2 separate regions of the Urocitellus parryii genome follow, and region 2 is linked to region 1. The links are chromatin contacts, called in public Hi-C maps. All regions are on one chromosome and are shown on one strand. The core of a region is the stretch at or near the end of the contact, and the rest is flanking DNA. Distances in the headings are between cores, read along the strand shown.

Region 1 (4,904 bases), core at 645-3,144:
GGATATCTAAGGTTCTCTTGGAACTTTGGGGGTTGGAGGACTGCTCCTTCATCCACTTCAAACCTTGGCAATGCCGTGGGGGTGCTGTGCTGGTTCTCTTCAGGATCCTTCCACACTCCTGTGGTGGCACCACCTCTGCCACTGACATTGGTAGTTACACCCCGCAGGGCAAAAAGGATTCTGACCAAGATGCCAGGTGTGTTAGTTTTTTTATTGTCACCCTAACAAATGATTACAAACTCAGTGACTTACAAAAAAACAATAATGTATTATTTCTTTAAGCTGTTACAACACAGCTGTCTGACATATTCTTGTTACTGTTGCCCTTTTTACGAGTGGTAACTGATGAAGGTTTACATAGTCCTCAGGGGTGGACTGGCCTCCAAAGATGGCCACCACATTAGCCTTGCACTGTTTTCTCCGAGTGTTATTTCAGAGAGAAATACTTTCATCCACTGTTGTGTGGGTCTGTTAGAGCAACTGAAGCTATTCCTAATATACCTCCTGAGCATAGTCATTTTCCACATTTTTTTAAAATTTCTACCTCTGCCACATCTTCTCTATGCATGATTGCTGCACCCCATCATTCCATGAATTCCTTTCTTCTCTCAGGTACCAAAAGAGTCTCCTGAGATGATTTCTAATCCAGTGGTTATTAAAGTGACTTTGCCTCTCACAGGATATTTGGCAGTGCTATGATACATCTTTGGTTCTTACAACTGGGGAAGGAAAGGGTTCTACTGGCGTTTTGTGGATAAAGACCAGAGATGCTGATAAACATCCTACAATGTACATAACAGTTTCCCAGAACAAAGACTTATATGGCCCAAAAGATCAATATTGTTGAGGTTGGGAAGCCCTAATCTAATCTACCACTCTCTACCACTGATATATTTTAGATGTGAGCATGTCCTTAGGGGTTCATGGCTTCCTATCCTCTTTTGAATAGCTTTCCCTAAACTTGGGTGAGTTCCAATATTATGAGTCCTGCCTCCCCAAGGAAGGAGTTCAGATTCTGAATCCCAGTTTCCTTTGTAGGCAAAGGTGTGGGACCCATATTTCCTTAGTCAGATGCCCCCCTATGAGTCTTCGATTTGGAAATGAGGTGGGAAAACACGATGATTTTGGAAACTTGGAATTTTATCAGTACAGGTGGCTACAAAAAACAAACAAGAAACACCTGTGGCAGCCATTCCTAGAAGCAGTGACAGCAATGTCCTTCAGCATGGGGTGGGGTGGCAGCAGCAATCTCAGTCATGGTAGTTTCCTCATGAGTTCTTCTGCATGGTTCTGAGCTTTGTTTATGGAAGATTAGCCCGGGCCACTAGTCCTCCCTAAAATTCCCTAAGCTATATATACAGTACCCTTCAGATATACCCCGTACCTGTGTAGTTGCCCAGAGTCAGCCTCTGTTGACCAGATCTATGGACCAAGATAATAAAGTCACCCCCTTACAAATCTCTATCAGCTTCTCATATAGTCTAGAATGTATCCTAAACCCTTTACATAGCCCAAGGCTTATTATTTGTTTATTTTTTTGGGGGTGGATGCATTCACTCTGTCATTCATTCTGGTCACACAGAGTCACTCTGGTCCTGCCACCTTTTCTCAATTTCATATTTCTTGCTATTAAAGAATCCTCCTGCAGAGCATCCCTCCTCGACGTATCTCAACCCCAGGTCTGTTTATCTGTATCATTAATGGGACACTTTACACGACTGCAAGAGTTGATTCACTCAATTGTGAACTGCATGGGCAGGACTCTGCCTACAGCACTTGGTATGTGATCTGTCACAAGCAGGCAATCAAGACGTTTAAGGAGTGAAGGGCAGGACACGGACAAGTGCTGCCACCTATGGAAGAAACTTTTAAAATTTTTTTAGTTGTAATTGGATGCAATTTTTAAATTTTATTTATTTATTTTTATGTGTTGTTGAGGATCCAACCCAGGGCCTCCAAGGTGCTAGGCGAGCCCTCCCAGCCCCTATTGGAAGAAACTTTATTCAATTCTTATGAAGACTTGGACAATGGTTCTGAGAACACGGATGAAATTTGATAATCTCTCTCATCTAAGTTGACCCTCTAAGTGTAGCCAGACTCCAGGATGGCCCCCAGTGATCCCATCTATGGCTAATCATGCCTTTGGCTTGATCCTCTCACACTGAAGGGCTGATTTGGCTATGACAGAAGCAATGGTGACTTGAGGCTAGCCCATAAAAGACATTGTGGCTTTTGTCTTGGTTTCTCTCGTGGGTCACTTGCTCTGAGGGAAGCCAGCTGCCATGCTCTAGGGACACTCAAACAGCCATCTGGGGTGATGCATGTGGTGAAAACAGGTCTCCGGCCAACAGTCCTGTGAGCGAGGCATCTCAGAAGCTGATCCTGCGGCCCAAGTTCCAAATCTCAGATGACAGCAGCCCTGGCCTACATCTTCACCGTAATCGCACGAGACCTGGAGACAGCACTAGACAGCCACACCACCCCCAAATTCCTGAACTACAGAACCCGTGGGACAACAAACGTTTGCTGCTTCGAGCTAGTAAGATCTGGGAGGCGACTGTCAAGCAGCAACAGATGACTAACGCACGGTCCAACCGGAGCAGCGACCACGGTGTTTTACGTCCTGCAACAGGACACACCCGGAGCTGCACTCAACCTCACGCTTCTGAGAGCAGCGCCACGAGACACGGGGTAGGACCTGGTCCTCGGGGACTGGTGAGCGGTGCAGACCGCAGCATCCTTTCCGGCGCCAACGTCCCTCCAGCCACAGCGCAGCAGAAGCTGGCGGACGGTCCCTAGCTGCGGCGGACTCTGCGCCTGCGCAGTGCGCTTCGCGGCCCAGACAGCGTCGTCGCGCTCCGAGCCATCGATCGCCGGGGCCCCGCGGCAGGCTGGCGGCGCGGGCTCCAGGGGGCGCCCTGCCTGGAGCGGCTGAGAGCGGACGTTCCAGAGACGCGGCGGGAGGAGCGGCCTGCGCCCGCTGCACCTGAGCACCCCCAGTCAGCGGCGGCGATCGCCGCCGCCCAAAGCCCCGCGGCCGAAGCGGGACCGCCGCCGCCATGAAGCTGCGAGTGCGGCTTGAGAAGCGGACCCGGCCGCTGGACGTGCCCGAGGCGGAGCCGACGCTGGGGCAGCTGCGCGCGCACCTGAGCCAGGCCCTGCTGCCCACCTTGGGGTACAGGTAGGGAGTAGCGCGGGGCGGGCGTGGCCGGGCGGCCCGCGGGCGCGGGACCGGGCGGTCACGTGGGGGCTGGCTCTCGGGGCGTCGCCGCCCGGGGGACCCGTGACTGTGACGCGCGAGGCCGGCGGGGCGCTGGGCCGCTGCGCGCCAGGCCGCTCGGGGACCATGGCCCAGCCTCCCGGGGGCGCCGGTCCCCTCCCGGGTGAGTAGCCGGCGGCGTCCGCGGAGCGGAACCGGGAGCGGGACCGCACGTCGTGCACGCGGCTGGCGGGACTCGAGGCTGGAAGCGGGCGCGCTCGCCACCCTCCCGTTAGCCCGAGTCCTCCTGAGCTGCTGGAGTAGTTCCGTGGGAAAGTTCGCAAAGTTCTGCGCCCAAAGTGAACAGTCCGGTCCCCGTCGATGCCGCCCGGCGCTTGTCCCCCGCTGCAGGGCGACGGCAGTGTTAAGCCTGTTGAGTGCGCAGGTGCCGCTTCGGCGGGCTCTGACTCTCCCCCTGCACTTTAGCCAGGGAAGGTGCAGGTGGGATTCAGGTCTGTGAGCTTTCCTGGGCGTGATGCACTTTTTTTTTTTTTTTCCTCCTCCTAACATGGAGGTAAACGTTGGCCTTGACCCCGGAGAACTGGAAATTTGGGGCCGAGAGGTTGAGAAAGATCAAAAAATGGTCATGAACTTCATGGGGTTGAAGATGAAGCTGCTTTGTGTCCTTGGAGGATAGGTCTGGGAATAATAATCTGGGGGTAGAGAGGACGATGTAAGGATGGCCTCTCTTCAAATACAGAACTTGTGAATTTGAAATTTTATTGTGCCCAGAAAAAAAATATTCGCTGGGGCTTTTTAGGCGAATTTTTCAAAAGAAAACCTTTTGAAGAGTATAAAAACCTTTTATAAGAGTTGTACAGACTTGCACTTTAGTTGTAGGGGGTTTAGTAAAATGAGGCCACATTATGGATTTCTCATCCTTTTAATTTTTTCAGATTAAAAAGATTGAAAAAAGACAAAAAAATAAGGTATTATCATAACTCCTTTGAAACATTATAGTAAATGATATGTTTATTGCTACTGCTTGGGGTCAAGCCTAAGTGTATGTGCTGGCATCATTACCCCACCAAGCATTTTTGAAGATCTCTTGAAGGGGTGTGTGTGTGTGTACATACATGTATATGTATAGATATACATGTTTTGTTATTTTTTTAAATAGGCAGGATAGCCTTAAAAGGATGTGTAACCTAAAAGGATATGACTGCTTGCACAAGAACCCAAGTTAGTTTCTCTTTCAGGTTTGTTTTTGCAGTTGAGGCTGGTTACCTGCCAGGAATTTAAGTTTCAGTTTGTGAAACTAAATTTATTGTTTTGAAAGTATTCATTTGTTAATAATGTATTCATTTGATAAAAATATGACATGATTATTTTAAAGTGTCTTTACTGAGCAAGTGGGCTCAGAATTACTATAAAATATTTTTTAAAAGCCTGGAGTTTCTAGAGTTTCATTTTTCTGCTAAAGTTAACCCCCTGCCTCAGTTTTAGAAAATAGAATCTTGGAAAACTACATATAACTTTAGCAGTAGTTCTTCCCTTTTTCTAGAGTGGGAAGGAAAGTTGACATTTTTATTAGGCAAACCATTTTCTACAAATAGGTATTTAAATGTACATTGTACTGGATACTGCTTGTAAAAAAAAAAACTCACCCTTTTGCAGTGACTAATGCAACACATTATTCATTTGA
Region 2 (4,904 bases), core at 665-3,164, 180 kb before region 1:
GCTGTGGCTGAGATCCTCATGGTTCTTACTCTTGCAAAATTAAGCCCAGTTCTGGAATAATAAAGTTTCCATTTGATACACCTGATTTGTCACCAGTAATGACGTGGTATGAGGCTCTAGCACTTGGAAATTGGTAGTTGTTAGTATTCCTTCAACTCTGTATTAGGTGATATTGTAGCGTTAGCTAGAGAGCGGGCAAGAAATAGGGCGTAGTACAATGGGAAGGAGAGTACTACAGACTTCACTGCCTTCCCAGAACTCAAGGTTAGTTGTTAATAATGCTGACGAACCTAATTACACACATCACTGAGCTAGATGGTGTACAAGAGCCTGGCATGGACCTAGGTTCAATCCTCTGGGACTTTTAACTCTTTAGAATAGCCATCATACTACCAAGCATATTTTTTTTCTGACCTCTGGCAAAGAGACTTTCAGCGTTAAATAAGCTCATCAGTTCCCAAGAATAAGTGTTAGTAATAGAGGTACTTTGGCTCTTGTTAATTCTTGTTATAAAGAATTAATTAGAGGAGAGGAGAGGGGGCATGGAGTCAGGAAAGATAGCGGAATGAGATGGACATCATTACCCTAGGTACATATAGGACTGCACATATGGTGTGACGCTGCATCGTGTAAAACTAGAGAAATGAAAAGTTGTGCTGTATTTGTGTACAATGAATCAAAATGCATTCTGCTGTCATACATATTCTAATTAGAATAAATGAATAAAGAAAGAAAAGAAAAATACATGGGATAGGCGAGATATTGGGTTTGACCATTTCTGGCAACTTTACCCCAAAACAAACATATTCAATATAGATAAATTAATTCCTTAAGGAAAATTAAAACTGGTTTGCTTTATTGGGGTGGAAAACAAGGCAAAAGAAGAACATCCCACACCACCCTAAAATAGTCATGGTATTCATAAATTTCAACAACTTTGCATGCTATGAATAAAGTTACATATAGAAAAAAGAATTAATTATGCCAGCTGCATTTGGATTTTCATTTTCTTTTACTGGACTTATTACATTCTGCCACTTTAGTCCAGTAAAAGACAGTAGGTTTGGCAGGCCTCAAGTGACCACAATCCTAGTCCACCTTCTATTCTTTAATTTACTCGTTTTTATTAAACATTTATCAAGTGCCCAATAGGCACTGGGCTGAGTGCAGCTCAAAGAAGTCAGGATCTGGCCATACTGGAGCAGCAGGTGGCTCATAACTAAGCAATCCCCAAGGGCACTGACCCAGAGTCTCCAATACTCAAACACAAGCCCATTTCCAAATGCCAGGTGGGCCCACCTGAGTAAGCCTAGACAGACGTTAATAAGCCCACCTCTAGGAATAAATCCGTTTATGTACTTTTCCCTAAATATAGCCCGGTTCTTGCCTGTTCATCACTCTTGCTGCATTTTAAAAAAAAAAATTCAAACTTAATGCTGCTAAACTGGTACACTTAAAAATGGTCAAAATGGTACCGTATACTTAGAATATAACAGGTGCTAAATGTTTTAAGGTGAGACAATTACATTCAAGAATATGATGAAGTGCTCCGGATGAGGCAGGGGAGACTGCTCGGCCCGGGATCTGACCCCAGCACCAAAAAGGAAAGCCACACACCTCCCTCTGTGCCGCCCTCTGTGACCAGAGGTCAACGGAACGGCAGGGAAATACCTAAAGGTGGGTGGCATTTTGTCTCTGATTAACCCTGCAGTTCTAAATATTTTCTTTGATCCCAAGAAGTCCGCAGATGTCGCCACAAGCCGGACAGCGGTGAAACACCCTTCACCCCGCTGGACACACAGCAGCACGCCACACGGCCACGCCCCGCGGGGCCTGCCCCTACCTTCCCCCTCCCTTTTGCCTTCGGCGCCCGCGAATGACGTCAGTCGCGGGCGCCGCCGCGAGTGCCCGCGCCTGCGCTCTGCCTGCCGGCGGCCTCGCGAGCTTGCGAGCCTCGGTGCGGCACGCCACCTTCCCCTGCGGCCCGGGTCTTTAACTTGAGACGCCCTTGAGCTGAGGACCATGAACCGCAGCCGCCAGGTGACGTGCGTGGCCTGGGTCCGCTGCGGCGTGGCCAAAGAGACGCCTGACAAGGTGAGGCCTGGTCGCTCCGAGATCGCGGGGAGCGGCTTGCCGGGTCAGTGCGGCCTGGGGACCCCGCACCGGCTCTGGCCAGGCTGGTGTGACGGGACCGGCCGAGGCCGGCTTTGGCTTGGTGGCGGTGACAAGAGCCGTGGCTCGGTCGGCCCGGGTTTCCTGGGCCTGCCTGGACCTTGCTCCTCCGGGCGGGTGGGTCCAAGCCCAGCCACACCCCCAAATTCCGGGCACGTGGACCTCGCGGAATGGAAAGGGGCGGGGTGCTGCTTCGGGTGCGAGGTGGCGCCCAACGCTGATTGACAGCAGCTGCACTCCCACCACGGGGCACTTTCAGGCGGAACCGGGAAGGGAGCACCTGTGACCCGACGCCACTTTGCACTCCCGTGCTTTGTGCTCGGAGGAGTGAGGATGGAGTCAAATTAGGAATTCCTTGAATTAACCCAAATGAGGTGCTGATGGGGCGGTGGGGATGAGGAGTGAACGTGACCCACGAATGAACAGGAGCGCACACTGAGACTGTAGCGCACATGAAAATTACTTAAGATAGCCATCACATACATACTGAGTGCTTTCTGCAGGCCAGGCCTTGTCCAGGATCCCGAGAAAAGGCCCTGCCTTTATGGACTTAATATGTGCGTTTATTGTATGTCAGTGGAAATAGGTTGTAAAACGGGTCGTTTTGAATGTAATTGGGCCAAGCCAATGATGACAGGTTGGGAAAATGATAGGAACGTGAGTGGCTTGGACAAGGAGTGCACAAGAGGAAGGGGTTGGAATAGTCCTAATAGATGTACATTCCACCAGAGCAAGGGCTGTTTTACTCACTTTTTCTCAGGTGTTTGGCTTGCAGCAGACATTCAATACATATTTATAGCATGGGGACAGAAAATTATCTCGTTAAAATTTGTTAAACAAGGAAACAGTTCTTATTAAAGGGAGACATACAGACTTTCAAATTCTTGAAGATGGTGATTTTCAAATGAGCCTACACATTGGAAACACTTGGGGAACGTCACATATTACCGAGGTCCCACTCTAAAGTATTGAGATTAAGTATGGCCTGAAATATTTATTTGTTTGTTTTTGTGAACTCAGGGCCTCACACACACTAGGCAAATGCTGTACCACTAAGCCATAACTCAGCACATGGCCTGAAATTTCTAAAGGTCCCCCAGGTGATTCTCTGTTGCAGACAAATTTGAAGAGTTTATAGAAGGAAGTAGTTGAATTCTGTGAAATCCACAAAAGGAAAAATTACACAAATAACTATTTTTTAATTAAACTTAATTGTTTTCTGGAGCTATCCCACAGTGGAATGCCATTCTCAAAGGCTTTTTTTGTAGAAACTGGGTGATTGATTGGATTCATCATCAGTTGTTAAGCATCACCACATGGGCCACTGAACTATGTACTTAGATATACAATGACATGTCAGCCTCCCTCTTCAAGGAGCTTGTAGTTTGGTAGTGTTCTGTGTATTTTAAAGGTACTAAAGCACTGCTAAGGTGAGGGAATGCCAGTTTCAAAGTAAAGAGAGTGACCTGAGTTTTGAACTCTTATTAGGGTAAAGGCTATCCAGGTAGGAAGTCTGGACCATTTTAGTGGGAAAGGATCTTGATTATAAGGACCTGTAAAAACTATTAATGTTAAATTGAAAGAGGCTGGATTGATGTTTGGTTCTCATCTTGATGATGTCTCTTGAAGTTTTACATTTGTTCACAAACTTATTAATTCAAAGACATCTAACGATTTCCTTAAATATGTTATAATGAAATGCTTTCTCCCTTATAGGTAGAGTTAAGTAAAGATGAAGTAAAGCGTCTCATTGCTGAAGCAAAGGAAAAGCTACAGTAAGTAGCTTCAAGAATGTTGCTATTTGTGATCAAATCCAGAAGAGATGTGCACTTTAAAAAATAACTTAATGTTCTTGTTATTGGACAGTGCCATTTGGGTGATTGCTTTTTTCTTTTTGTTCTCATAGAGAAGAAGGTGGTAGTGAGGAAGAGGAAATAGGCAATCCTTCAGAAGATGGCATGCAGAGCGCCCGCACCCAGGCACGACCAAGGGAACCCCTAGAGGATGGTGACCCAGAGGATGACCGCACCCTAGATGATGACGAGCTGGCTGAGTACGACCTAGATAAATACGATGAGGACGGTGACCCAGGTGAGAAATCAGTCACTGCTGCTGTTTATACTCTATGGGCACAGTGCTCTCTACCATGCTTGTGGTATTCCAAAGCATTACTCCAAGTTTTATTATCCCTGACTTCAATTAAATAATCTGGTCCAAGATTTAGACAGAATGTTTTTAAACTAGTTTAGAAGATAAGCTCTAATCCACTGGTCTAAGGTATAAATCTAAGATCTTTAAAAAAAAAAAAAAAAAAAAAAGCATCATGTATTTTCTTGCTTAAATTAGGTATATTAATCTGTAACCGGGCTGGGGATGTGGCTCAAGTGGTATCGCGCTCACCTGGCATGCGTGCGGCCCGGGTTCGATCCTCAGCACCACATACCAACAAAGATGTTGTGTCCGCCGAGAACTAAAAAATAAATATTAAAAAAATTCTCTCTCTCTATCCCTCTCTCTCCTCTCTCAATCTCTCTTTAAAAAAAAAAAAAAAAGAAAGGGGTTGCCAAGCTTCCTCAAAACTACGAGTTTCCTGAAATCTCAGCAAACATTTAAAAAAAAAAAAAATCTGTAATCCATTTGTGAGTTCTTGTATGTGGTTATAATGTACTTGAACGTATCTCTTTATACCTTTTCCTCAACTGCATTGACTTTTTTCACAATATGTGCATGTT

What was found. Hi-C and Micro-C count contacts between places; a contact is called where the count stands out from the background.
Region 2: a Hi-C map of muscle shows a contact between it and region 1, with 2.2 times the contacts expected there. The contact joins the promoter of Pwp1 here to the promoter of Fbxo7 in region 1. A contact is called at or near these places in 2 of 2 Hi-C or Micro-C datasets (liver and muscle).

What each region holds. Positions count from the first base shown.
Region 1 is chr5:14,318,177-14,323,080 of mUroPar1.hap1, reverse strand. Fbxo7 (F-box protein 7) reads left to right here and starts at 1,894. Exons shown (of 9, transcript XM_026397865.2): 1 at 1,894-3,181. The coding sequence starts at 3,060.
Region 2 is chr5:14,494,081-14,498,984 of mUroPar1.hap1, reverse strand. It overlaps Pwp1 (PWP1 homolog, endonuclein), which reads left to right and starts at 1,914. Exons shown (of 15, transcript XM_026398598.2): 1 at 1,914-2,094; 2 at 3,889-3,947; 3 at 4,079-4,263. The coding sequence starts at 2,023.